5 separate regions of the Sus scrofa genome follow, and all the other regions are linked to region 2. The links are chromatin contacts, called in public Hi-C and HiChIP or PLAC-seq maps. All regions are on one chromosome and are shown on one strand. The core of a region is the stretch at or near the end of the contact, and the rest is flanking DNA. Distances in the headings are between cores, read along the strand shown.

Region 1 (5,683 bases), core at 2,508-5,007, 570 kb before region 2:
TTTTGTCGGGTTTTGTTTTCAGGGGGTGTGCCAGGGCAAGGACCCTCTGGCTCACCCTCCAAGCGACTCTGTAGTTTTCCCAGATTTTAGTTTTCTCATTTTGCGGATGAAAAGCAAAAAAGAAACTACGTGTCCAGGAGGTATTGACACGAGCCTACATCTAGGTTTATTTATTAAAAGCGCTTTTTTACATTCCTTGCAATACTGATGGTGATGATGTGCAGGTCTCATTGGTTTCATTCTTGCAGTTGCCATACAGTGCCTTTCCATTTATTTAACCCCCACCTGAACGGCATAAACTGAGTGTTCAGCTGGTGTTTTTTACTGTAAACAACAAGGAGACTTTGCTCTTCATTTAAACCAAAATCATATTTCATATTTCACGCTCCAGGGTTTTTACCGGTTCCTTTTTACACTCCTTAAAACAGTTTTTAAGTCGTTTGGAACAAGAGATTTTTTTTTTTCTTTCTTGGCAGCTTTTAACATTATAGCAAATTTGTGTCTGGGGGACTGCTGGTCACTGTTTCTCACAGTTGCAAATCAAGACATTTGCAACCAAGAAAAAAAAAACCTTTTTTTGGATTTGAAACTGGACCTGATAAACGGTGTTTGAGCGGCTGCTGTATATTGCACCTTCTTAAGTTGCACTTATGTGGGGGGGGAGGGTTGATAGAAGTTTTTAATCACAAAGTCACAGGACTTTTTTTCTTTTGTAAACTGAGCTAAAAAGGGCTGCTTTTTGGTGGGGGCAGATGAAGGCTCACAGGAGCCCTTTCTCAGAGGGGACAAGTACCCTTCCCTTATTTCTTTCATTTGAGAAATGTATGAACCCACAGTTGCAGTTGACTAAAATGCTACTGGAATTTGAAAACTTGACTTTTTCTTTAAAAAAAAAAACAAAAACAAAAAACAAAAAAAAGACTTGCCCCTCTTTGGGAAGCTGTGTGCCAAAGAACCAGTGTCATAACCTCCCTCCTCCCTCCTGCTGAGTTGCATCGTTGCATATCCCAGCTACTCTGTGGGTTTTGTGAAGCTGTGTGTGAAGTCTCTACCTCATTGTAGTATATGCAGGCAAGACTGCACTCTCCTACAGATGTGTGGAGTAAGCTGTGGTGTAGTTTTTTTGGCACATAATAAACACGTTGCAGCAGAGTTCTGGTTCTGTCTCTGTGTCTGCAGTGTGGGAACAGGGGGGCAGAGGGGTAATTAGGTTCCAAAGTAAAAACTTATGTTTCCTTGGATTTTCTGTGGTGGTGGGGCAGTGTGGAAGTCTTGCCCCTGTAAGTCGTTCTTACAGGCAAGAACGTTTCCATGGCCAAATGCATCTGGGAGGCATCTCTCTGGTAAGTGGGTACTTCTAGTCCAAGTGTGTTGAAAGCCCTCACAATTAAACTTCTTGGGGCTCCTCTTCCCATAATCCCAGACCCAGCTTGGAGAAACTGGAGGCATAGCTCCTCAGTGGTCAGCACGAACCGATGGTTCTCAGCTTCTGTAAGCCTCAGAGCTCATTCTTCTTGACAGGCTACCTGTGCAGACCCAGATCCTTCCTGAGATGGAGTAAATTTTTGCTCTTCTGCAGAGAGCTCTATCATCTAGACTCTTTCTCACAGGCTCCCAGGATTTGTGAAAGGGTCTACTGATGATTTTTTCAGGTAGGTTGTGTGTGCCTGGGCCTGATATTGGAGTGATCCTTTGAAAGTTTCCATTTTAATCTGAGGTGGAAGGAGACCTGCATACTGAAGCATCTGTTGGGTGAGAGGTGCAAGAACCCACTATTGTAGCTGGTGAGGAGTCCCTCAGCCAAGAATCAGTGGCCTCATCTTTCATTTGAGACCTGGCCGGCATCAGCTTAATTTGAAGTTTGCCTGTAAATTCAATTCCTACAGTGGTCTTGGAAACTCAGTTCCTATAATGGTTTTGGAAGAGTCTGACCTTCCCTTTTGGTATTTTTTTCTGAGAGCCATCTCCTCTCCCCTTTGTCAAGGTGCTACTTTCAGGGCAAGGGCTTGATGTCCCTCAGCCTTCCATTCCCATTCAGTTTAAAGAGTCTGATTGGACTGCCCAAGGTGACCAGGAGATGAGTTGAGGGATGACAGCCAGTGCCCACTAACTCATCCAACTTGGGCAGCCACCTCTTAAGTTGGGTGGGGGCCTAGAACCCACTTGAGCAGAGTTGCAGAGAAGGAATAGGGTACTCTCTAGGCTAATGAGGCCATCAGAGGTCTCCTGTGCTGCTGGCTTCAGAAGGCCTGGTTTGTGGATGAGTATGGCAGGAACAGCCTGAAGAACAGTGGTGGTTGGAGGAGCTGTTTTAGTTGGGAGAACTGCAGGTGAACTGGGCCCTTCACTTAAATATTTGAGAAATTTACTTTTTGCTGGGCACTGTTCAAGGGCAAAACAGCTCTTACGGGTACAGAACTCACTCTTGGCTGGGAAAACAGACAAGTCACTGTGACATGTGCTAAGAAATACCAAAGCAACTTTAAAAGGATAGCAATGCTAGGAATTCCCACTGTGGCACAATAGGTTAAGAATCCAACTGCAGCAGCTTGGGTGCCTTTTGGGGGTGCAGGTTCAATTACCAGCCTGGCATAGTGGGTTAAAGGAGCTGGCATTGCCACAGCTGCAGTGTAGGTCGCAGCTCCAGCTCTCATTCAATCCCTGACCCAGGAACACCCCCCCCTTTTTTTTTCATTTTTGGCCTCCCTGAGGCTTGTGGAGTTCTTTGGCCAGGGATCAGATCTGAGGGTGGCAACACCAAATCCTTAACCCACTGTGCTGTGCTGGAACCTGAGTCCCAGTGGCTGCAGAGACACCGCTGATCTCATTGCACCACAAGGAGAACTACTGCTGCGCTCCGTTAAAAAAAAAAAAAAAAAAAAGATAGTGATGCTAAAAAACTAAAAGGGTAACGGTACTACTTTATATAAACTGTAGGGAAAGCCCCTTTGGTATAGTGACACCTGAGCAAACGACTGGGAAGAAGTGAGACAATTCTCTCCCAGTTGCACCTGTGTCTAACCTACGCAAGGTTAGACAAGTCTCTGACCCAAGCACTGGGAGGCGGCCCTATCCCGGGCGCCATCCGCATCCCCTCACTTTTCCTCGCTCCTGCCTTAGCTAGAGCTCTTAAGCCTTCCTCCTTCTCCTCGGCCTGTGAAGAAGAGATGTTCAACTCCTAGTGTAGAGCACTCCGGCGATCTAATCACAAGAATCGGGCTTGAGAAGCCTGCCCAAGACAGCCTTAGACGTGGCTGGAGGTGGAAGGTAAGCTCCACCCATCAGGGGGAGGCTCAAGCACTCGCTCCGCCTACTGGACGGCGGCTCCGGCCACACTTCCGCCCCGCTCTGCCAGGGGTCGCTGTGGTTCCCTGGAGGCGGCTCAGCAAGTCCCAGGCTAGGCGGAAGCGGCTTTCTGGCCTGCGCTTTATAGGCCTCTCTTGTGCTTCCTGTTTCCTCTTTTACCGAGAACCCGCCAAGATGGTAGGTGTTTTGGCTCAAAGCTGCCATCCCTCCAATCCTCCTCCATCCGCCACTTTCCACCGCCCCCAGCCCGCAGGGCGGTGTGCCGGGGCCTGTGAGGCCGAAGCCTCCGTGGGCCGCTGGTTTCCGCGTTGACCCGGCGCTCCAGCCTCACCTGGCTGGCCCTCTCCCGGGCTTAGCTCCGGGCCGCGAACCCCGCTCCAGTCAGGCTGTCCCCGCGCTGCTCCCGGAGGGGCACCCTGAGTCAGGAGTGACCCTGTCTTCTCCACCCGCAGGGGCGCGTTCGCACCAAGACCGTGAAGAAGGCTGCCCGGGTCATCATTGAGAAGTACTACACGCGCCTGGGCAACGACTTCCACACCAACAAGCGCGTGTGCGAGGAGATTGCCATTATTCCCAGCAAGAAGCTCCGCAACAAGATCGCAGGGTGAGTTGGCCCGGCCTTCGGCTCCCGCGCCGGGTGGGAGATGCGGAGCCACGGCCCCGCGGGGCCGTTTGGGCTCCGATTCGGGCGGGGCGCTGGGGGTGTGCATTTGCCGGGTTTCTTGCAGCGGTTGTCTTGTGTTCGCTTTGTGTTTGGCGGCTTGACGGGCGACGGCACTTGACGAGGTTGGCCACGGTCGATCCCTGGAAGGTTGACATTTACAGTAAAGGACAACGAGATTAAATGCTCAGTTGTGTAGATTGTAACTCGGAGGAAAGAAAATGATTCCTGGGAGAGAGCAGGAAAGTTTGTTGGGAGGTTTTAGTAACTTGGGAGAGTGAATTTGCATAGAGGATATAGGACCCCGAAGGGACCGGCGTGCCTGTGTAAGCGGAGCTGCGTGTAGGGGTTGGGTGTGTGCAGGAGATTCAGAATCAGGGCTCCTAAAATGGTAAATCCTCTCCCTTCTCACTGTGGAAAGAACTAAAACTCCTCCAGAGGTTCCCTGTACCAGTGGGAGCCAGCGTGCCTTCTCAGTGTTCCTGGACATTTGTGCTTTGTAGCTATGTCACACATCTGATGAAGCGGATTCAGAGAGGACCAGTGAGGGGTATCTCCATTAAGCTGCAGGAGGAGGAGAGAGAGAGGAGAGACAACTACGTGCCCGAGGTAAACTTTGTAGATCTTTCTCTGGGCCTCTGGTTCATCTTAGAAGATAAAACAGTGTTCCTGAGAACCATTTGAGATACAAGGTTTTCAAGGAGACCTTAGCTGAGTCTGAACTTGCCCCTGATCTACCTGCCTGTGTGTTAGTTTTTGTTCTTCCCTGTTGGGCCCATGTGAGTTCATTCTCTTTTACACATGAGGGCCTGTAACGATGCTGCTTTGGTGACTTACCATGTCATCTGGTTTATTTGCTCTAGCATGGTATTTCTGAAGTATAAACCCAGTCTTAAGGTTTTCTACATAGCGAACTTGTGAGATCCCGTTCTGTCCTCTTATGTCCCCTGTCTTCCCCCCTCACCCCACCACCCTTTTTTTTCCTCATTTAAGAATCTTGGAGAAAAGGCACGGAAAGTGAGAGATAACTCATTGCTATTTGGGGCCTGCCTTGTTCCTTCTAGGTCTCAGCCCTGGATCAGGAGATCATTGAAGTAGATCCTGACACTAAGGAGATGCTGAAACTCTTGGTAAGTGTTTGCTGAATTCCTGAAGTAGGGCGCCCCTGGTCACCATCAGTAGCATTCTCTCTGTGATAGGTAACACTTACTGAATCCATAAAATACATCAAGTATTCTCAACATTCTTTGTGCGTTGTTTTCCTTTTTCTCACAATATCCTATAGGCATGTCCTGTTAATTACATTTTATAAGATGGTAATTGCAAAATTAGTAGGTGGCAGGAATGAGAATTTCATCCATACTGCTAACCACTAAACTAGACTGCCTCCAAAATGGGTTTAGCTTGTTACTGTAGGTTCAGTTTGCTTTTCTCATGAAGATAACTCCCAAATCCAGTGGCTCTTCTTCTCAGGGCACTCCTTCTTTCCTGGCTGGCTTCTCACATTTGCCTCCCCTTGGTTCCAGCCCTGGTTCTTTTCTCTGCCTGCTTTCCTCTGTGTCTGTATGCTGACCCATTCCAGTCACCTGTGGTCTCATTCCCAGTTGCTGATGGGGCATTTCTTGAGTGGTTCAGCTGTCTTCAATACAGTTTTGATGTGTGTCTTTTCAGTGGCTTATCTTAGTGCTGAGGCAGTTTGAGGAAAATGAGCTTCAA
Region 2 (5,529 bases), core at 959-3,458:
TCTGAGAAGATAGATCCCTCCTCAAATTTCAATAAGGTGTCTGGCTAAGAATGAGAAAGAGAACTAGAATCAATACGCAATCTGTCCTAAAGCAATCTAACTCATAGCGGCCCAGAACAGGTCACCAAGTGATTCATACATCCGCAAGTCAATAGAAGTTTCCTGACCTTCTAAAAGGAAAAATGGCTTATTCCTGAGAATACCTCTATAACACAGGAAGTTAAGAAGAATCACAAGCACAAAAAATACAGTATTTTTCTTTCCCAAAGATGAAAGCATGAGCATCAGAAATTCACAGTCCTCCCACGAACCCAGGACTGACTTATCTTGCCCTAAGTCAGTTCAGACTTACTGCAGAGAGGGTGACCTTGCCCTAACATACAACTCAATCACACAACCTCACTGACCACCTAATAAGTTGAGATAATAACACCCAGCCTTCTTATCTGAAGGGGTCATCTGAAGGATTAGCAATGGTTCAAATGTCAAGGCACTTTGAGCCTCACTGGAAGGAAGGCAATTATCTCAATTGCTTTATTACCATATTTTATTTTATTTTTTATTACCATATTTTAAACCATGAAGTTTTAAAATGGTCATACTCTTAGATCCGGCCTTGGCCCTTCAGGAATTTATTTTTTTTAATCATCTTTGCAAACAGAAATTTGTTTGAAGGATGCACAACCATAACATTGTTTCTAAAAACAAACCCCAAAGAAAACACCTGACACCTTAAGAATCCAGCAACAGGAGAAGAGTTAATAAATTATGACACATGCATACAGTAAAATGTATTAAAAACTATGCTGGAGTTCCCGTCGTGGCGCAGTGGTTAACGAATCCGACTAGGAACAATGAGGTTGTGGGTTCGATCCCTGCCCTTGCTCAGTGGGTTAACGATCCGGCGTTGCCAGTGAGCTGTGGTGTAGGTTGCAGACGCGGCTCGGATCCAGCGTTGCTGTGGCTCTGGCATAGGCCGGTGGCTACAGCTCCGATTCAACCCCTAGCCTGGGAACCTCCATATGCCACGGGAGCGGCCCAAGAAATAGCAACAACGACAAAAAGACAAAAAAAAAAAAAAAAAAAAAAAAAAAAAACTATGCTGATGTAATAATGACTACTTTTAGGGCTTTGGGAGGGTAACTGAGAGGGGTGTTTCAAAGAAGCTAGAAATGTTCCAGATCTTGATTTGACAATGGTTGCATAAGCGTGTACATATTAAAGATCTGTGCACTCTGCTGTATGTATTTTAAAATATTTTTAAAATTATGCTCCACAAGAATTATTAATCATTAATGATTTAAGATAATCCTCATAATATAAAATAAATGGATTAAAAACAAACCTGGCAAGGCAGAAAAACCAGACACAGTATGACCCCAATTCCTTTTAGAAAAGAACATATATACACAAGGAAAAAAATATGTATAGAAATTCTACAAAACGTTGACAGCAGTGAAACTACAAATTCTTTAAAATAAAGACTAAAAGGCAAAAGTTATTTTTAAAAATCATCACATCATAAATATTCAGATAACGCTCCTCCTCCCCCAAGAAAAGAAAATAGGGAAGGAAAAAGTTTTTTAAAAGAAAAAGAAAAGCTAGTGGAAACACCGAAGATCTCAATGTGCATTTACCAACTGGCGAGAAGAAACACAGGTATAACACCACTCTTTAATCTGGGAGCCCGGGAAACCGTTTTTAATCAGTTTAATTCGCTGCTTGACCCGGAGCAAGACACGCCCCCTCTGAAGCTCAGTTTCCCCATCCGTAAAATGAGGGGCTGCGCGGGATCGCGTCCAATGTGCCTTCCAAACCCTGCGACCAAGGCTGGACGTTCAAAGAGCTCACTGATAGGGAGAAGAGTCCACATCTCGTCGGTCTCTCAGCGGACCCCGCGCCTAAACCGGGACAGCTGGGCGCGCGGGACGCGGACAGCGCCCCCAACGCCCCTCCCCCAGCAGGGCTGCCCGCACTGGCTCCAGGCCCGTTATTCCCTCGCCTCGGGCTACTTCCTCGGCCGCGTGGCTCCAGCCCTGTCTCTCCGGGCTCACCTCTCCAGAGACCAGATCCTGCTCCTGCAGTCCCTCCGCGCGCAAAAGCGCCCCCGGGCACTGCCCGGCCCCTCCGGAGTTGCGGCGGCTCAAGCCCGAGGGGCACCGAGAACAATGGACGGGAGAGGCCTGCCCCCCACCGCGCTCATTGGCCACCGAGAACGGCCCCTGGAAACTCTCCTTTTCTACTGGCGGATCCGGGCCCAGCCGGGTGGCGGGAGGGAGACTGGGCCGAAGGCATTGTGGGAGATGTAGTCCACCTGGCAGACGCCCGACCCCGCCAAGGAACGGAGTTTGGGCTTGATAGCCTGCGCTGTGCGGGAGGGCCAGTGGCGGGACAAGCGGTTGACTGCAAGTCAGGCAACCTAGTGTGGACCAGAGCTGTGACCCGGGACAGGTCATTTCACTTCTTTAAGTCTTCCAGTTGTCTGCAAAAAAGGAAAGTTGGATGGAAGAGAACTGTGAACTGTGAACTGTGTGGCAAGTAGTATTGTAAGGCCCCTCGACGGCCGAAAGCAGTGCTTGAGCTGGAAAGGAATCTTCACCAGAGAAACCCCTTCTTGTGAGGCCGGCGCCCCTCCCCCAACTTGCAGATCTACTCTCGCACCTGGCTGTTGCACACCCCTTTGTTCCTGCGTCTGGAGGAAAGCCCTGTCTCGCCTCTTCTGCCGCGCACCTCCGATTCTTTCTTCATCTCCTTTTGTGTGGAACCTGCTTAGGCAGAGACACCGCCCGTGGCACACCTGCTCCATGTCTCCATTTTAGTACCTATCCCAGTGTTACTTATTGTTAATCTCAGCACTGGGAGGTGAGAATGGGAGATTAGCCTCTATTGTGATGTTCCCACGGTTGGCGCTCTTGAAGAATGGCTGCTCCATCACCATATGACAACAGGTGAGTAACTAACTGCCTGGAAACCCAAGGGGAAAATATAAGAATGAAGAGAAAGACAGTAATGGTTTGTGATAGAACAATCTGGTGTTTTTGTACAGAACAATTTTTGGGGGCACCCACAATCAAGTGACTGCATTTAATTTTCATTTAAATTTCACGTTCATGAAAATTTAATGTTCATTTCATGAGTGTTTGAGAAATGTTTCATGATTATTAGTGGGTTTTTTTTTTTTTTTTTTTTGTCTTTTTTCTATTTCTTTGGGCCGCTCCCTCGGCATATGGAGGTTCCCAGGCTAGGGGTTGAATCGGAGCTGTAGCCACCGGCCTACGCCAGAGCCACAGCAACGCAGGATCCGAGCCGCGTCTGCAACCTACACCACAGCTCACGGCAACGCCAGATCGTTAACCCACTGAGCAAGGGCAGGGACCGAACCCACAACCTCATTGTTCCTAGTCGGATTCGTTAACCACTGCGCCAGGACGGGAACTCCTATCTTCCAATTTTTTTAATGGAATATACTCATAAACGCTCTTAGTATATTAAGAAAATGGTTTTTTGTCACAAAAGTTGCTATTATTTTTCTCAGTTTACTGTTCCCTTTTTGCTGTTTTTTTACATGTCTATGCTCTCCAAATTGTCAGTCTTGTCTTTTCATAGCTTCTGAATTTTTTGTCACTCTTAGAAAGTTTTTTGCACTACTCCGAAGATTATTTGAATTTCACGAATTTTTCACTAACTAACCTCTTGAACTAATTTAAGTATAAAGATGCAAAGCGAGGTTCAGCAGTTGAGTGCTGCATACTTGGTAGGATAGCATCTTAATTAGCCCAAAGTGACTACATGCAAACAGCACCACCTCCAGGCTGGCCTGAGAAGTCTGCACTGAGATCCTGGATGCAGAATTCCCAGCCACGATCTCTCCAATGACTAGCATTCCTAGACAACAAGATCTCCAAAATGATTGAGGATGATAATTCTTGGACACGATCCTGTATTAACAAAAATTTGTTTTTCCACTTTTCCATTCGCACTGGGAATGGAATTTACACAAAAGGGAAAATATTTGTTTGGTTGGGGTGGGAGGTTAGGGGGTCGGATATAGCCGAAAGCTCCCAGCAGCCTAAGAGTTCCTTTTCCTCTGCTCCTATCCCAAGCCAACCCATGACCACAAGAAACTGGCACTATGTTGTCACAGGAGAATCCTGGAACTGGCCATGTCTGTCCTCTGCCTTATTCTCTGAGAAGTCGGCCCTGGCCAATGTCAGCTTCCCCCTTATTGAGATAGAGAGCAAATCACATTTAAAACAAATTCCTTGTTGCCATTGTGGTTCAGAGGGTTAAGGACCTGACATTGTCTCTGTGAGATTTCAGGTTCGACCCCCAGCCTTGCTCAGTGGGTTAAGGATCCAGCATTGCCATAAACTGTGGCATAGGTCACAGATGCAGCTTGGATCTGGTGTTGCTGTGGCTGTGATGTAGGCCGGCAACTGCAGCTCCAATTCCACCTCTAGCCTGGGAACTTCCATATGCCTTAGGTTCGGCCCTAAAAGAAAAAAGAAAAAAAAAAAAAAAAAAAAGACCAATCCCTGGCATAATGGTCCTGGTACCCAAGCCAGTGCCCTAAGACCAGCTTGGGACAGTGAGCGAGCCCAGACACAGCCCAGTTCAGCGAATAGGGTTGCTCCTCCAAATGATGACAGAGGCTCTGATCTACTAGTGAGCACTCTTGGTTCGAAGCGTCAAAGGACTATTCCAGTTAATTTAAAAGGAACTTATTGAAAGAATGTCAGGGAGCTTACAGAGTACATGGGAGCTGAACCATCAAGCTTGAAAATAGTTAAGGACTAGAGTTCCCTGGTGGTTCATCGTTAAGAAGCGGTATTGTCACTGCTGTGGCTCAGGTTGCTACTATGGCTTGGGTTTAACCCCTGGCCTGGGAACTTCCATATGCCATGGATGTGGCCAAAAAAAAGAGGAAATAGTTAAGGACCAAGAAAAAGAGTAAGGCCCCCTAAAACCACAGCAGCAATCTCTTAGCAGAAACAACCGGGTCTGCCCACCCCAGAAGCCCTGGTGATGCTCCAGCCATCTCTGTTTGTCTGCCTTCTTCTCAAGGTTCCAAGACAAGGGAAAGTGCTTTTGGTTGAGTCTATCAAGCCTGCTCCCTGGACCCACCAGGATGAGGGGGGATTGGATAGAGCTCCTAGATTTCCCTACTAATAACCCCCACAAAGGTAAGTTCTCCAATCTGGAGATTGAAGGCCTCCGGGAAAAACTGGACAGAAACCGCATGTGTCACTACTTGTCTTTAGATGCTGAGCAAGAAGGAAACGCCCCAAGGAATGCTCAGCCTCAGGCCTTTGGGGAGCTCCCAGCTGATCTCAAGGTGATGGGGATGATAAAGATGGGGACGGGCAGATCCTGCTTTCCAGTCACCTCATCACCGTCAGGGCCCACAGCATCTGAGCAGATGAGCCCCCGCATTGAGGCAGGGGGGCCTTTGGGCCTTGAGGATGCAGGAAGGAACTCCCCCTCGCCAAGACCCCCATCATTGCTTAATCCAATCTACTTCCTCAATGA
Region 3 (5,514 bases), core at 2,555-5,054, 510 kb after region 2:
AGACCTCAAAGCCAGCCCACCTCAACGCTAATGACTGGACCACCAATGGCGTGGGCCGCAAAGGTGAGGACAGGGTGGTCAGTGGGCTGGATTGCGGCTTGGTGGGGGCACGCCCTGGGACCCAGCTGACCCCGCCTTCCTTCCCCACAGTGAGCCATTCGTACGGCTACGGGTTATTGGACGCAGGTGCCATGGTGGCCCTGGCCCAGAACTGGACCACGGTGGACCCCCAGCGCAAGTGCATCATTGACATCCTCACTGAGCCCAAGTGAGGACTCGACCCTGGCTGGGAGGCGGCGGGGGGACCTGAGGGACACAGGGGCCCCAGCCGGTCCCGCTGGTCCAGGCTGATAGACCATCACGGTGCTCTCTGCACAGGGACATCGGGAAGCGGCTGGAGGTGCGGAAGACAGTGACCGCCTGCCTGGGGGAACCCAGCCACATCACGCGGCTGGAGCATGCTCAGGCGCGGCTCACCCTGTCCTACAATCGCCGCGGTGACCTGGCCATCCACCTGGTCAGCCCCATGGGCACCCGATCCACCCTGCTGGCTGCCAGGTGCGTGCCCTCTCCACTGCCCAGCCCATCCCTGCCTTCACACCCGTGTGCGTTCAGCCACTCACTCTCACAGCCCCAACGTCAACCAAGCACTGCTCCGCGGGGCATTGTTGGCGTCTTGAGAGGCCTAGGTTTTGTTCTATGGGACGGTCCCATGTCGCAGGAATCCCCAATTCTGTTCGCTGGAGGAGACGTGTGTGCCTTCCTGTGTGTAGCCCCCTTGCACATTTTCAGGGTGTTCTTGTTGAGAACATTCGTCCTTCTGGGAAACAACCAGAGGCATTTCCAGCCCAGTGGGCTTGGCGCTGCCCTGGGGGAGGTTGTGTGGTCTGTGTGCCGTGGGCTCAGTGTCCCCTTTCTCCACAGGCCGCACGACTACTCGGCAGACGGATTTAACGACTGGGCCTTCATGACGACCCACTCCTGGGATGAGGACCCTTCTGGCGAGTGGGTCCTGGAGGTCGAAAACACCAGTGAAGCCAACAACTATGGTATTGGGGCCGGGAAATGAGGAGGGGAGCCGATGGGTCTGGGGTACCAGGTGGGCTCCCACACCTTCCAACTGCTGCCTCCTCTGCCCATCAACAGGGACGCTGACCAAGTTCACCCTCGTGCTGTACGGCACGGCCCCCGAGGGGCTGCCCACACCTCCCGAGAGCATCGGCTGCAAGACCCTCACATCCGGCCAGGCCTGTGTGGGTCAGTCGTGGGTGCTGTGGGGGTCTGGGGACCTGAGGCTGGGGTACGGAGGGGGCCTGTCCTAAAGGAGGAACAGGCTGTGCAGAGACCCTGGGGGCCCCTGGCATGACCACAGCTCTGAGGCTGAGAGCCTCTGGGGACGGTGGTGGCTGTTTTTGGGGCGGGGGGTCCGCAGGCTGCCATGGTTCTGGGGCTCAGAGCCATGGCCGTGGGCGGCTTTTCCGACACCCGCCTTCTCTCGGTGCCGGCAGTGTGCGAGGAGGGCTTCTCCCTGCACCAGAAGACCTGTGTCCAGCACTGCCCTCCCGGCTTCGCTCCCCAAGTCCTCGACACACACTATAACACTGAGAACGACGTGGAGATCATCCGGGCCAGCGTCTGTGTCCCCTGCCATGCCTCGTGTGCCACGTGCCAGGGGCCAGCCCCCACGGACTGCCTCACCTGCCCCAGCCACGCATCCCTGGACCCCGTGGAGCAGACGTGCTCCCGGCAAAGCCAGAGCAGCCGCGAGTCCCCACCGCAGCAGCTGCCCCGGCCGCCCCCGCCCTCCCCACAGGAGGAGGAGGCAGAACCTCGGGTGCGGGCGGGGCAGCTGCCCTCACACCTGCCCGAGGTGGTGGCCGGCCTCATCTGCGCCCTCATCGTGCTGGTCTTCGTCACTGTCTTCCTGGTCCTGCAGCTGCGCTCGGGCTTCAGCTTCCGGGGGGTGAAGGTGTACACCATGGACCGTGGCCTCATCTCCTACAAGGGGCTGCCCCCTGAAGCCTGGCAGGAGGAGTGTCCATCCGACTCCGAAGAGGACGAGGGCCGGGGCGAGAGGACCGCCTTTATCAAAGACCAGAGCGCCCTTTGACAGCGCCTGCCGCTCCCCGAGCCCGCCCCTCCTCGGGCACTTGTTACTTCACCAAAGTGTTTTTTTATCTCGAGACTGGGCTTGGATCCCAGCTGGGAGGCGAGAGGGGCGGAGAGGGCTTCCCAGCCTCCCCCTGGACCCCCTGGCTGCCTGAGGTGGGACTCCAGGACCAGCCAGGGTGTGGGGGGCAGGGGGAGGGGGCCTCTCCCCACCCCCAGAGCCCCTCCGAGTGGAGAACAGAGTGAAACCTTTAGGGCAGCTTTCCAGGGTCCGGGCCCCAGCCAGAGCTCCCTGCCAAGCGAAGGGGGTGGGGGGGTGGCCCTTCCCCGTCCCTCTAAAGCAATAATGGTTCCCATCCAGGCAGCAGGGAGGCTGGCCTAGTGGGTATTTGAAGGAGGAGGCCACCTCTCCAAGGGCTTTTGCATCCGCTACCCCGCCCCCCACCTCTGGTGAGCCTCGGGTGGAAGCAGTGAGCAAAGGAAGGGACCAAGGCCAGGCAGGCACCTCCGGGGCGCGCACGTGGGTCCACGCGCGTTTGTCCCTTTGCCCCCGTCTACTGCGCTGGCTGCCTGCCAAGCAAGGTTGGCCCAGCCCCACGCTGGTGCCCCTACCACCCTCCCCTCTCCAGCACCCTTCCCTCCCGCCAGGGCCCAAGTCCCTGTTTTCTGAGCCCGGGGCCACCTGGGCTGTTGGCACTCGCAGTCCCAGAGCCCCTGGGTGGGTGGTGGGGAGGGACGGTGGCCCAACCGGCCTGTCCCACCTCCCACCCGATGCTGCTTTCCCCTGTGGGGATCTCAGGGGCTGTTTGAGGTTATATTTTCACTTTGTGATTATTTCACTTTAGATGCTGACTTGTTTTTGTTTTTTTTGTTTTTTTTTTTTGGTATTTTTAACGGGGGTAGCAGCTGGACCATCCACTCTCCCACACCCACTGTCCACCCTGCTGTTCCCCCCCGCCGGCTGCGCGGGCCCTGAGGTGTGGGGGGCTACGGCCTGTTGCCGAGGAATAGCTGAGCCCCAAATCCTGAAGAGGAGGCCAGGCCAGACGGGCCCTAGGAAAGGAGGATTGGGGTGGGCGGGCAGGCTGTCCATCTCAGATGGGGCTGGTCGTGCCAAGGGCTCACGGGTCACTGGTTCTCCAAGTGCCAGGGGTGGGCAGGTGGTGGCACCAAGCCCCTTCCAACACTGTGCCCTGGTGGAGGAAGCGCTGACCTGTCCGGCCCCCCAGGTCCCCCTCTTCTGACGTGCCTTTTGCACCCCTCCCATTAGGACAATCAGTCCGCTCCCATTTGGGAGCCCCTTTTTCTCTCTCCCCCAGCACCCCCCCCACCCAGCCACCTGCCCAGGGGTGCCCCCTCCTCTTCCACCCCCACCCTTGTGGCCAGCCCAGCTGGTTTTGTAAGATACTGGGTTGGTGCACAGTGATTTTTTTTTTTTCTCTTGTAATTTAAACAGGCCCAGCATTGTTGGTTCTATTTAACGGACTCGAAATAATGTTAGGTTTTAAAGTGATTAAACTTGCAGACTATGCAAACCAGGCCTGGTCTCCAGTGTGGTGATAATTGTTCTTCTCTGGGCCCTGGGGCTGCCTCCAGGATGGGGTGGGGGTGGGGGTGGGGATCGGGGCAACCTACATGCCCTTGTGACCTTCCTGCCCACGGTCCATCGCCCAGAGGGCTTCAGGGCCTCCTTCGGGCAGGGTGTAGAAGGGGACTGCAGCCGGGCACAAGTCCTGGAGGTGGGACTGGCTGAGCATTTCCACCCGCACAGGCCTTGAGTCCAGCAGGGAGAGAAGTTGAGTCCCACTCCCTGGCCCAGACCCCTTGCCTGCCCCAGGTTTCCCTTGAAACAGGAAGCCCCAGCCCTGGCTAGGTGAGCGGTGCCTGTTCCACCAGGGGACCTGTGTGGGAGAAGCTGGCCTCCCCTCTAGACATTTACTTGGAGATTTTATTCAAATGGAGACTGGTGCCTGAGCTCGCCTTGGGGAATCCAGTGGGGAGGGGAGGGCCTGCACCAGGCTTCCCCCTTCCTCTTCTGGGGCTGCTGCTGGGGTGGCCCGCCTGCCCCCAGGCTCTGGACCCGCAGGCTCTCCCACCCAGTGCAAGCCTGCTGCTCCGCCCTGGGCAGGCGCCCATTACTGCACCCGCGGGCCGCTTCCCCCAGTTCCTGGGCGCTGTCCGGGACCTGGGGAGTGCCCGGCCAGGCTGCTCTCTTCTGGCCCATTCTTTCTCAGCCCCCTCCTCCCTTCCGTTTCCGCGAGCCTTGTGAGCCGTGTGGCTGGCTGAGCGGCCTGCACTGGGCAGCGGGGGGGCGGACAGGCGTCAGGGGCTCCTGCCCGCCCCTTCCCCTCCGCCGGCCCGCCCCGGGGCCTGGGCCAACTGAAACCGCAGGAGGAGGAAGCGCGGAATCAGGAACTGGCCGGAGTGGTGCGGGGGCCTGAGTCTGAGTTGGTCCTCGGCGGCCCTAGGAGCAGCTAGCTGCCCACGCGGGTAACTCCTGCCCCCAGGGGAGGGTGTCGGTGGGTGGGGGGGAGTGGGAAGCAGGCAGGAGCCCTGCCAGCGGCGGCGATCAGAGAGCAGACACAGTTGGGCAGGGGCCGGGGAAGGGTAGGGGCTTGGGCTGCGGCTGCCTGGGGCGCCAGAAGGGGCAGGCTTGGCCCGGCCGAGGGGCCGAGGGACCGAGGGCCCTGATCGTGCCGCGCCCCTGCAGCTGGGTGCTGGGTGGGAGGGCCCAGGGAGGCAAGATCCAGGAGGTTTCTGCCCCAGGACTGGAAAGAGGACCCCTGGCACTAGTCCTCGGCCTAGGATGCAGGAAGCAATGAGGGCTTTCCCAGGCCAGGCCAAAGTTTGTACCTATGGCTGCATTTCAGTGGGACAGACCCCCACCACCCGCCTGTCTGCAGCCCCTCTTAGTCAGGCAGCCCCTAGGGTCTCTGTCCCACACCTCTGTCTGTCTCCAGCTCCTGCCCTGCCCCCACTGGTGGCTTCTCCTCTCTGTCCCCAGGACCACACTATGGGCTTCTCTTCGGAGCTATGCAGCCCCCAGGGCCATGGGGCCCTGCAGCAGATGCAGGAGGCCGAGCTTCGGTTGCTGGAGGGCATGAGAAAGTGGATGGCCCAGCGAGTCAAGAGCGACAGGGAGTATGCCGGGCTGTTGCACCACATGTCACTACAGGACAGTGGTGCCCAGAGCCGGAGCACTGGTTTCCACAGCCCCATCAGTCAGGTGGGACTCCACAATGCCCTGGGCCCCTCACCCCCTTCCTGCCCTCACCAACCAAGGAATTCCTATGGGTGCCGATGTATCTGCCAGTCCCTTCCTTTCCGGGCGCCCACAGGGGAGGGCTGGAGATTTGGCAGGCCCAGGCTTGGGACCATTGTCCCTGACTCCCTGCCTCACCCGTC
Region 4 (5,328 bases), core at 1,430-3,929, 540 kb after region 2:
CAGTCGCGTCTGTGACCTACAGCACAGCTCACGGCAACACTGGATCCTTAACCCACTGAGCGAGGCCAGGGATCGAACCCACAACCTCATGGTTCCTAGTTGGATTTGTTTCCACTGCACCATGATGGGAACTCTCCAGCCTAAGTCTTGGCAGAATATAATATGATTCTTCCTGGAACAGGGTGAGATAAGCAGCCTGATGAGGCGCTACCCTCTTTTGTGGGAGATGCCACAAGGCTGTTTCTTTTCCTTTTTTCCTTTCTTTTTTTTTCAGGGCTGCACCTGCGGCATATGGAAGTTTCCAGGTTAGGGGCTGAATCAGAGCTGCAGCTGCCAGCCTACACCACAGCCACACCAGATCTGAGCCACGTCTGTGACCTACACCACAGCTCATGGCAACTTCAGATCCTCAATCCCCTGAGCAATGCCAAAGATCAAACCTGCATCCTTATGGATACTAGTTGGGTTCGTAACCCACTGAGCCACAATGGGAACTCCTCACAAGGCCATTTCTTATCCTCATAGTTTCAGTTGAGTGCAGGCCTTTCTGCCATATTCCCTCCCTCTTCACCTCACTTAGAGTGTAGCTGCAGGCCATAAAATTGTCTGATTGTAGTTGAGTTTGGCTCCCAGCCAACGAGAGATTTCCCACCACCATCTGGCCTGTCTCATGCTTCCTCGGGTCACTGTTGTCCTGTGAATAGGGAAAGGTGACACCACGCTGATCTTGTTTTTTTTTGTTTGTTTGTTTGGTTTTTCTTCTTCTTTTCTTTCTTTCTTTCTTTCTTTTTTTTTTTTTTTTTTTTTTGCTTCTTTAGGGTTGCACCCTCAGCATATGGAAGTTTCCAGGCTAGGGTTGAATAACAGGAGCTACAGCTGCCGGCCTACACCACAGCCACAGCAACTCAGGATCCAAGCCATCCACGTCTGCGACCTACACCACAACTCACGGCAATGCCAGATCCCCAACCCATTGAGCAAGACCAGGCAGGGATTGAACCCACATCCTCATGAATGCTAGCTGGGTTTGTTTCTGCTGCACCACAACAGGAACTCCTGGTCTTGTTTTTGTTAGCTGGGTAGTATCTGTCTGGCTCCAGTGTGGCTTGTTGTCTTACTGGCTAGGTCTCATGGAAATGCAGCAGGCACACTGAGCAGCTGCATGGTGATCCTTGGGGTCCTGCTAGCTGCCATGTTGCACTTAGGGACTGCTTGACGTCTTGATAGAGGGGAATTTTGGGGGAGTAATGGAAAGGTTCTATGCTTTGATCTGAATGGTGGTTATACTTGTATACACATTTATTAAAACTCTTCAAGCAGTAAATACACTTAAGACTTGTGCCATATAAGTTGTATCGCAATTAAAAAAAAAAAAACCCACCAGAAAACTAATAAGAGCTCTTGAAAATAAGATTACGATAGCCAAAATGAGAAATTCAGTATAAGGATCAGAAGATAAATTTCCCAGAACATTGGGCAAAACACAGGGATACAGAGGATGATGAAACCAGTCCAGGTCTCACACCTTAATAACAGGCATTCTAGTTAGCAAATAAACCTAGAAAGCTGTTTCTGATGGTGATAAACAAAATGGGAGTCAAACTAATAAGATGGTTTTGTTAAGTGTGGTTAATCAACCAAAAAGTCATTTAAGGAATTTTCAACAGTTTGTGGAGGGCTGGTAGAAACTGGCACAGTCCTTTTGGGGCGCAACAGAATGCGCTAAATCCTAATCTTGTGCCCAGGTAACCTCACTGCGGCAAATTTGTCCTAAGACAATCATTTTAGAAGACAAATGTGGAATTCATGGAGATGTTTTATTATGTGTGATTTATTATGCTGCACGATTATAAACAACCCAGATGCCCAGTCAAAGAACAAGTAAGAAAAGCATAGATCTGGAGTTTCCGGCATGGCGCCGCAGAAACAAATCCGACTAGGAACCATGAGGTTTGGGGTTCAATCCCTGGCCTTGCTCAGTGGGTTAAGGATCCGGCATTGCCAAGAGCTGTGGTGTAGGTCGCAGATACTGCTCGGATCTGGCGTTGCTGTGGCTGTGACACAGGCTGGCAGCTGTAGTTCCGATTGGACTCCTAACCTGGGAACCTCCATATGCCGCGGGTGCGACCCTAAAATAATAATAATAATAATAAATAAAAATTTTTTAAATTAAAAAAGGAAAGTATAGATCTTATTCACCGGTGGCAAGCACGGCAAGGGATCGTGATGAACGCACGGTACCAAGAGAAGGCAGCGCCCCCTTGCCTGAGAAGCGTAACTGTATCGAATTAAGGATACCTACCCCAGAGGGGGGGAGGGGGCCGGAAAATGTGCTCCATCGTTTGGCTGGTGAAATGAAGGAGGAATGTTTCTACTGCTGGTAGATAACAAGGCGCTTACTCTAGCAAGATTCAAAAAACATCAAGTTGCGCTCCGCTCCAGGCGGCTAGGCAGCGCGCCAAGACCGGGGTCGCGACTGCGGCTGCGCACTGCGGCCCGGCCGCCCGCGCCAGGGGGCCCCCGGTCCTGACCGCACCGGAAGCGCCCGGCCGGCCAGCGGGAGCCGAGCGAGGGCAGTAGCCGGGGCCCAGCTCGCCCGGCTCGGCAGGGGCGCACCGCAGACAGCGGCGGTGCCTGGGCGAGCAGGCGGGGCCGAGGCGGCGCGGGGGCGGGCGAGCCTGTCCCCGCCCCGCATGCCGTTCGGCCCGGCGGCCGCGAGAGGCCGGGGACCCGCGCCGGGTGGGCGCAGCGGAGCGCGCCGGTGGCCCTGGCCCCAGCGGGAGCGACGGGTGGGCGGACGCCCGCCTTCGCCTGCATCGCTGTCTTTCCCCCGGGCCGTTGTCCCCCGGGATGTGAGGGCCGCAGCTCCGCCGGCGGGGCCTGGAGTGGAGCGGAGAGCGGACGCAGACGGTAACGCGCTGGGCGGGCGCGGGGAGGGCTCTGGCTGCCCCGGCCGTGTCCAGGCTTGGGCAGCAGGAGCGCGGGCAGCGCTTCGGGGTCAGAGGCGGCCGGAGATCCCGCATCGGGCAGTTGTCGTTGAGGTCCCAGAGCCGGCAGAGCCAGGGAGGGCCGCAGCCCAGGAGGGCCGGGAGGGGGCTGGGCCGGCCAGCAGGCGAGCGCCCGGAGACCCGGCGGCAGGTGCCGGGACCCCCTTGGGATCCAACTCTCTCTCCCCAGCTCCACCTACTTTGGCCTGAACCCAGCCTCCGAGGGCTAAAAATATTGCCCCGAGGCTCCTGAGCGGAATCAGATCGTGCTAAGTAGGGCACAAGGCTGCAGAGGCGACCGAGCTCTTCGGCCCCGGGGCTGGAGGAAGACTCCTGAGCAGCGGCTCCCACCTACGCTCGGCGGCTAGCGGTCTCGCTCAGCCCAGCAGGCAAGTGCGGGGCCGCAGTGGTTCTCTGAAGTTGCCCCACACCGAGCAGCCGCGCCTAGCTTCTCGCTACCCATCAATCACTGCTGGCTTCTCAGGGGGTCCTGTAAATGCTTTATAAGCAGTGGCCGAAAGTTACCCACTGAAGGAATTAGAACTATCAGGCAGAAGCCGTAGGGCTCTTCGTGTTAGAAACGTCAGCTGTGGCTTCTTTTTAAATTCATTCCATGTTTCTGAATGAGAGAGGAGCTGTGCCAGGCACTGTTTCTGGTGAGTACCAGTCCGATTCAAGAGGGTAGGGAGAAGAACTTTCTTGTTAGTCTCCGGGGGCTTTGGCTGTATCTTTTTTTTTTAAATCCTCTTTTTTCCCTATTTTTCTTTTTTTCTTCTTCTTCTTTTTTTTTTTTTTTTTTTGGAGGAGGGCCCACCTGTGACATAGGGAAGTTCCCAGGCTAGGGTCCAGTTGGAGCTGTGTTGTCAGCCTACACCACAGCTCACAGCAGTGCTGGATCCTTAACCCACTGAATGAGGCCCCAGATTGAATCCGCATCCTCATGGATACTAGTCGGGTTTGTTAATGCTGAGCCACAACGGGAACTCCTGGCTGTATCCTTTAAATCAAAACAGATACCAGTGTATTCCTTTGAAAATAGAAGCATATGGGCAGGGAGCCTGGACACCCTCCTCCTTTAAGTGATTGTGTCTTTCTTGTAGGCAAGCCCTGTGGGCAGCTGGTGATAATCAGGACATTGTATGGCTAACTCAACAGCCACAGCTGGGAAGTTTGTTATCTGGTCGTGTTTTTTTTTTGTTTGTTTTTTTTTTTTAATAGCATCCACCTGGGAGAGAGCATCATCTTCACCCTAGGGACAGAGTGCCTCCAGGACTAGGCAGGACCAGTCTCAGATGTGCCTCTTGCTAGTACTTTCTTTGTCTCAGCCAAGAGAAGACAGTCCAGGTTGGGTCAGGCTCCATAGCCATTGCTGGGATTTGGTGCTTAGAAGCTTCATTTTCTCTGGAGTCAGACAAAATAGGTGTTCCTTGGGAGCAGCCCTTTGGAGGAACTCAGTGGGGCATTTTGGTGGGAAGAGCACTAGGGGCATTTTGCCTGCCGGAGCTCCCTCTGGTGTCCCTCTGGCCAGGTTTGTGTGGAGGCCAGTATGAAGCTGAAAAAGCAGGTGACAGTGTGTGGGGCTGCGATCTTCTGTGTGGCGGTCTTCTCACTCTACCTCATGCTGGACCGAGTGCAGCATGATCCCACCCGACACCAGAATGGTGGCAACTTCCCCCGGGTGAGTCCTGCCTGATTTCTAATCCCTGCGTGTACAGATCATCTGGGCGCAGGTTATTGCCCCCACTGGAGAGTCATGTCAGCCCAGGACAGGAGCATTCCTTCCCAACAGGCAGATTTTCTGGAACCTCAAAGCTGAAAGCAGTGATGGCCAAAAAAGAAAGACGGAGTTCCCGTTGTGGCTCAGTGGTTAATGAACCCAACCAGCATCCATGAGGATGCAGGTTTGATCCCTGGCCTTGCTCAGTGGGTTAAGGATCTGGCATTGCCGTGAGCTGTGGTGTAGGTCACAGACCTGGCTCAGATCTCGAGTTGCTTTGGCTGTGGCATAGGCTGCCGGCCACAGCTCCTATTTGACGCCTAGCCTAGGAACCTCTCTATATCACGGAAAGAAAGAAAGAAAGAAAGAAAGATGGGAGGAAAAATGGCAACATATACTGCCGCTCTGTTCTGGATTCTAGGCGGCCGTTGCTAATGTCTCGCAGCAGTCTTTCCTACTAAGCCCCAGGGCAGTCCTTGTCAGCGTGCTGCTCCCAATGATTGTTGAAAATAGACATGGGAGTTGAAATCTTGGCCACCCATGAGCTAGGGAGTGCGGGGACTCCCACTCCAAGCAGATGGCAGTCCTCAGTAGTGCTTCTCACCTCTTCTTATCTGAACAGAG
Region 5 (5,091 bases), core at 1,470-3,969, 570 kb after region 2:
TTGTGGCTCAGCAGAAACGAATCCGACTAGTATCTGTGAGGATGCGGGTTCAATCCCTGGCCTCGCTCAGTGGGTTAAGGATCCAGTATTGCCGTGAGCTGTGGTGTAGGTGGAAGAAGTGGCTTGGATCCCACGTCACTGTGGCTGTGGCCTAGGCCAGCAGCTGTATCTCTGATTCAACCCCTAGCTTGGGAACTTCCATATGCCGTGGTTGGAGCCCTAAAAAGACAAAAAAAAAAAAAAAAAAAAGTTTTCCCTGCAAGGATGGCCTGGTTGCTATGGGCATGGGAACTTCACCTTTGGGCCAGAAGGCCTTAGGACCTGACCTTCTGGAAATTGGGGCCTACACTGGGAGAACTCCCTCCCTAATTACTTCAGACTTAGGCTCCCAGGCCTATGTCTAAATAGCAGTGCTGTTTCTGCAGGAACTGTCTTCTTTGCTCTCAAGTGCTGGGAACAAAAATTTGCATTTGTTTCTTGTGCCATAAGGGTTCCTATTTCAGTCCCCAGCCACTGGGCCAGGCCCCTGGAGTGTTGCTTCTGCTGTTCTGGGAGCATGGCATTGTCAGGCCTCAGTAGAACAACACAACACTGTTTGCTGGGAGCCTTTGGCCTTCTGGAGAAATCCCATGTCTCAGCAGACAGCATCTATGATGTATGAGGGCCAAGACAGACCTAGGGACATTGGAAGAGCATTCCTTGTGATATGGGGTTGGCTGGTTGCTAAGTATACTCCCTCCAGTCATACTGGAAGCTTTTGTACTTTGGCTGGTAGCTGGGGCAGATGAGGGCTCAGGGGAAAAGTTAGTGAAAGCACTCGCCCTTGGTTTTCAGCTAGTCTTGGTGGTTGCCACGATGCAGATATTAGGGAGGGAGGCTCCCAATGCTGGAACTAAGGTCTCTGGGGCGTGAAATGGAACAATCAATTCTCAGGGCGTCCACTGCCGCCTGAAAATTGAGAGAGAGTGGAGAGAAAACATATATGGTTCTAATTGTTTGTCTATTTTTCAGGCTAACGGCTCAACTTCTCTTTCATTCTTCATTCTGAGCCTTTTCCCCTTCAGCCTGTCAGCTTGGAGCCACAGTCCCTGCATTTTCCAACAGAAGATAGAAAGTCACTTTCATCTCTCTCTAGAGTTCTGTGACAGAGAAGCTTCAGGTTTGTGTTAATGGTGCTTTGGGGCTTTGATTTTTATTTCCTCTCTGTCTGAAGCCAGGGCTTAGAAATAGAGATGTTGGGGTTTCTAGGACCAGGGCTAAGGTGGAGGTGACCTCTCATGGGCTTTCAGAAGAGGCCAGGCTCTTTGCTGACAGGCCTGTCGACGGGGCTACTGCTGCTCTTCAGCTGGACAACGCTTGCCCAGCCGACCTCTCTCTCAGGTACTGTACTCTCTGCTCACCACCCTGCTGGTTACCCCACTCTTTTAGCAGGGTACGGGCTACTCTGGGCAGCTGGTTGGGAGGGAAGAAGCCTGCCCATCTGATAGTGACTGATCCCTTTCACTCGCCGAAAGAGGTGGAGTGGGGTGTAGGTAGATCATTGCTGCTTGTCTCCAGCCCTCTTGCCCTCTCTTCAGCCTTGGTCCACTACCCCCACTTGTGCCAGACCTCCTGGGATGCTGATGGCCGTCGCTACTCGGGTTTCTTCTGTCCCCGGCTCACGGATACCCCAGAGGAAGCCTACTGCTGCCACCTGCTGGCTGCAGGCGGCTCCTGCTGCACCCGGGCTGAATTTGAGGCCTTGTACCAGGTCAATCTGTCCGCCCTAGAACCTCCTCCCATCCTCAGGTAAGAACTCCATCCCCAGATCCACTGGAACACTGATAGGGTGTTCCAGTACCTGGGGGATTGGGTCCTAATCTCTGGAGTGGGAGGCTTGTAGCTTAATGACTAGTGGACAGACAGACCTCAAATATAAATCACATAAATATGTGATTACAAGCAATTCTGTGAAGGAAAATTCAGGGAGGTATGAAAGCAGGTAACAGGGAGTTACGAAAGCAGGTAATAGGTGGGGTGAGATGGGGCGGGGTGGGGTGGTGGGGTGGGACACGTGTCACTATTGAAAGGATCTTGTGGCCTGTGGATTTCACCCACTACAGTCAGGGGTTTCAATCCTGAACACTGTCCATGGATGACTTCAGGGTACCTGTGAGCTCCCTGAATTTGATTGACAAATTCTACATTTTTTCTGGGTTGAGGGTCCTGAGCTTTCTCCAGAATCTCAGGGCTCTGGAACCCACAGGCTGCAGCAGCGAGAGAACGGCTGGGGACAGCATCCTGATACTCTGCTCTCCCACAGGGGTCCGGGTCCGCTCCTAGCGCTGGGCCTTTACAGTCTGCTGCTCCTGGCCCTGATGACCGCAGACTTTGTACACTTCTGCCGCGGTCGGGGCCGGGGCCAAAGGCGAGGCCAGGTCCCGGACCAGGGCCGAGACCCGGGCCGGGGCAGCCAAGAGCGTCCCTCTGTGTCCTCCGCCGCGCGCCCCCTGCAGGTCTCGGCAGGCACAGACTAAGCGCTCCCGGGTTTCCTCTGCGCCTGCGGACGCAGGCCGAGCGCCCCGCCCCCGCCGGAGCGTACTCGCCTTGGCCCCGCCCCTTCCCTGCCGCCTGCCGCTGACGCAAGACGGGGGCGGGGCAGCCGGCGGCGGATTCCCAAGCCTAGACCCACCCCGCCCCAGAGATTGCGCGTGCGTGTGCCCGGGACCTCTGCTCCGCGATGACTGTGAGTGGTCCTGGGACCCCCGATCCCCAGTCCGCCGACCCCGGGGTGCATGCCCATCCACCTGCGCCATCACCACTTCTCGCCTACTCTGACTAATCCCGGGCCTCCTCCTCCCTCAACCTTGGCCCTCCATGGCACTCTCCCCAGACCCCCAGGCTCCTCTCCCCCAGTTCCCCGGCTCACCCTGAGCCCCCCTGCGACGTTTCCACCCCTTTCCACAGGCCAACTCAGTGGAGCAGCTGCGGAAAGATGGCAACGAGCTCTTCAAATGCGGGGACTACGAAGGCGCCTTGACGGCCTATACCCAGGCCCTGGATCTGGGCGCAACGCCCCAGGACCAAGCGGTTCTGCACCGGAACCGGGCCGCCTGCCACCTCAAGCTGGTGAGGGAGCCGTTTGCTCTTCCCTTGGCCTGCCTGGGCCCCGGTTTGTCCACCAGGCCAAGGCTCGGGCCCCGACTAGGCATTTACCTTCCCAGGCCACCCACACTTGTTACATGTCTTTTGGGCCTCTAGGAGGTGGGGGATCTGGTGAGTCAAGGGAACAACTCTGTTTTCTACTCGTGCCCCAAAAAGGAGATGACCAGCCTCTCCGGCCTGTGTTTTTTCTTTTGCAGGAGGATTATGACAAAGCAGAATCTGAGGCCTCCAAAGGTAGGGGAATGTGGGCCCTTGTGGGGAGCTCTGGGGCTTCTGTGGTGGGCAAAGATTCTGGGACTACTGCACCATCACTTTCTCTAACTCCTTTCATCCCTGCAACATATCTGCCTTCTTTCTTTCCCACTTCCCTGGGCATTTCCTTTTCTGCAGCTACCCTCACCTTTTCTGAGGCTGAAGTTCTGAGCCCCACATCCATTCCCCCACCTTTCTCTGGTCCTCGAGATCTTTCCCTACTGCTCTTGCCTGGAGACGGTGGCCTCATGGGGGCTGACAGAGCTCCTGTTTGTGCTCAGCCATCGACAAGGACGGAGGGGATGTCAAAGCACTTTATCGGAGGAGCCAAGCCCTGGAGAAGCTGGGCCGTCTTGACCAGGCAGTCCTCGACCTGCAGAGATGTGTGAGCCTGGAGCCCAAGAACAAAGTTTTCCAGGAGGCCCTGCGGAACATCGCAGGCCAGATTCAGGAGAAGGTATGTGAATAACTGAGAGAATGAGACATTGACCTGTGGTGGTGGTGGGGGCACTGGAAAATGAATCTGGATCAAAGGTATACACCCAGTTCTCTGGAGAGGGGATGCTGATGGTGAGGGATCTTATAGAATGATGCTCAACCTTGCTGGTGGTTAAGAAGAAGCAAATTAAAATAACAGCAAGGTGCTGGTTTTTTTCAGTGGTCTGTTGGGCAGACAATTTGTACACCCTGCTAGAAGGAGGGAGACAGACACTTCAATGGTAAGGTTGATGGGGAGGTGGGCTCGTTGATGACTGCTGGAGGGGGTGTAAATTGGTTCAGCTCCTTCGGAGGGTCCTTTAGCATATATCCTAAAATGTTAAATGAAGCAACCTTATGACTCAGGATGTTTACTTCTTGCTGTCTATCCTAGAGAAGCCTTGCCCATGTACACAAGCAGGTGTGTGTTTGTTTCAGCCTTGCTTGTAGTAATGAAAAATTGGAACTTGCTTAAATGCCCGGCAGTAGAGGAATTGCTACATAAACTGAGTGACCTCCTTACTGCAGACTCCTATGTTGGAGTTACTGAGAATAGGCAGATCAACATGTGTGGATGTGGAAAGCTGATAACATGTGAAATGAAGAAAAAGCAAAACATGCCATAACACAATCGTATGGTAACGTTTATGTTAAAATGCTCCCCTGTCTGTGCACCCAAAATAATATGTTTTTTTCTGTAGGTACACTTGGGTATGTAAACACAAAGAAAAATATTTTAAAAGACATTCATCAAAATGTTAACAGTGTGACTTCTGAGGAAAGACACGAAATTGAGAGGGCTTTTCCAAAGAGACGTGGCTTCATCTATTCATTTTTTTTTTTTTTTTAAGGAAGAGACATTGTGTGATACATACGTTTATAAGTCAGTTTAGGAGTTCCTATCGTGGCTCAGTGGTTAACGAATCCGACTAGGAACCATGAGGTTGCAGGTTCGATCCCTGGCCTTGCTCAGTGGGTTAAGGATCTGGTGTTGCCGTGAGCTGTGGTGTAGGTTGTAGATGCGGCTCACATCCCAAATTGCTGTGGCTGTGGTGTAGGCTGGCCGCTACAGCTCTGATTAGACCCCTAGCCTGGGAACCTCCATATGCTGCAGGTGCGGCCCTAGAAAAGACAAAAAAAAAAAAAAAAAAGTCGCTTTAGGAGAAAAGAATCTAAAGATCTTCATGAACAATAATCAAACTTGAATTAGCCAGATAA

Evidence for each region. Hi-C and Micro-C count contacts between places; a contact is called where the count stands out from the background. HiChIP or PLAC-seq counts read pairs in DNA pulled down with a chosen protein or histone mark.
Region 1: a Hi-C map of liver shows a contact between it and region 2, with 6 times the contacts expected there. The contact joins the promoter of RPS17 here to the promoter of ZSCAN2 in region 2. A contact is called at or near these places in 5 of 47 Hi-C or Micro-C datasets (embryonic fibroblasts, heart right ventricle, liver and 2 more) and 1 of 2 datasets of contacts at active chromatin or transcription factors (skeletal muscle).
Region 3: a Hi-C map of skeletal muscle shows a contact between it and region 2, with 10 times the contacts expected there. The contact joins the promoter of FES here to the promoter of ZSCAN2 in region 2. A contact is called at or near these places in 1 of 5 promoter capture datasets (fetal skeletal muscle), 15 of 47 Hi-C or Micro-C datasets (alveolar macrophages, embryonic fibroblasts, fetal heart ventricle and 10 more) and 1 of 2 datasets of contacts at active chromatin or transcription factors (alveolar macrophages).
Region 4: a contact with region 2 is called in an H3K27ac HiChIP or PLAC-seq map of alveolar macrophages. The contact joins the promoter of MAN2A2 here to the promoter of ZSCAN2 in region 2. A contact is called at or near these places in 5 of 47 Hi-C or Micro-C datasets (embryonic fibroblasts, mesenteric adipose tissue, retroperitoneal adipose tissue and 1 more) and 1 of 2 datasets of contacts at active chromatin or transcription factors (alveolar macrophages).
Region 5: a contact with region 2 is called in a Hi-C map of liver, with 4 times the contacts expected there. The contact joins the promoter of UNC45A here to the promoter of ZSCAN2 in region 2. A contact is called at or near these places in 1 of 5 promoter capture datasets (liver), 6 of 47 Hi-C or Micro-C datasets (embryonic fibroblasts, fetal skeletal muscle, heart right ventricle and 3 more) and 1 of 2 datasets of contacts at active chromatin or transcription factors (alveolar macrophages).

What each region holds. Positions count from the first base shown.
Region 1 is chr7:52,382,585-52,388,267 of Sscrofa11.1, forward strand. RPS17 (ribosomal protein S17) reads left to right here and starts at 3,758. Exons shown (of 4, transcript NM_001001634.1): 1 at 3,758-3,910; 2 at 4,471-4,576; 3 at 5,032-5,097. The coding sequence starts at 3,758.
Region 2 is chr7:52,955,799-52,961,327 of Sscrofa11.1, forward strand. ZSCAN2 (zinc finger and SCAN domain-containing protein 2) reads right to left here and starts at 2,209. Exons shown (of 9, transcript XR_002345788.1): 1 at 2,055-2,209; 2 at 1-44.
Region 3 is chr7:53,469,143-53,474,656 of Sscrofa11.1, forward strand. FES (tyrosine-protein kinase Fes/Fps) reads left to right here and starts at 3,805. Exons shown (of 19, transcript XM_001929355.4): 1 at 3,805-4,599; 2 at 5,114-5,335. The coding sequence starts at 5,123. It overlaps FURIN (furin), which reads left to right. Exons shown (of 15, transcript XM_021098916.1): 11 at 1-63; 12 at 151-268; 13 at 379-1,049; 14 at 1,147-1,257; 15 at 1,509-3,649. The coding sequence ends at 2,110.
Region 4 is chr7:53,496,238-53,501,565 of Sscrofa11.1, forward strand. It overlaps MAN2A2 (alpha-mannosidase 2x), which reads left to right and starts at 2,680. Exons shown (of 24, transcript XM_001929378.5): 1 at 2,680-2,910; 2 at 3,178-3,643; 3 at 4,516-4,665. The coding sequence starts at 3,611.
Region 5 is chr7:53,528,328-53,533,418 of Sscrofa11.1, forward strand. It overlaps UNC45A (unc-45 myosin chaperone A), which reads left to right and starts at 2,720. Exons shown (of 20, transcript NM_001185069.1): 1 at 2,720-2,770; 2 at 2,947-3,108; 3 at 3,342-3,378; 4 at 3,678-3,853. The coding sequence starts at 2,720.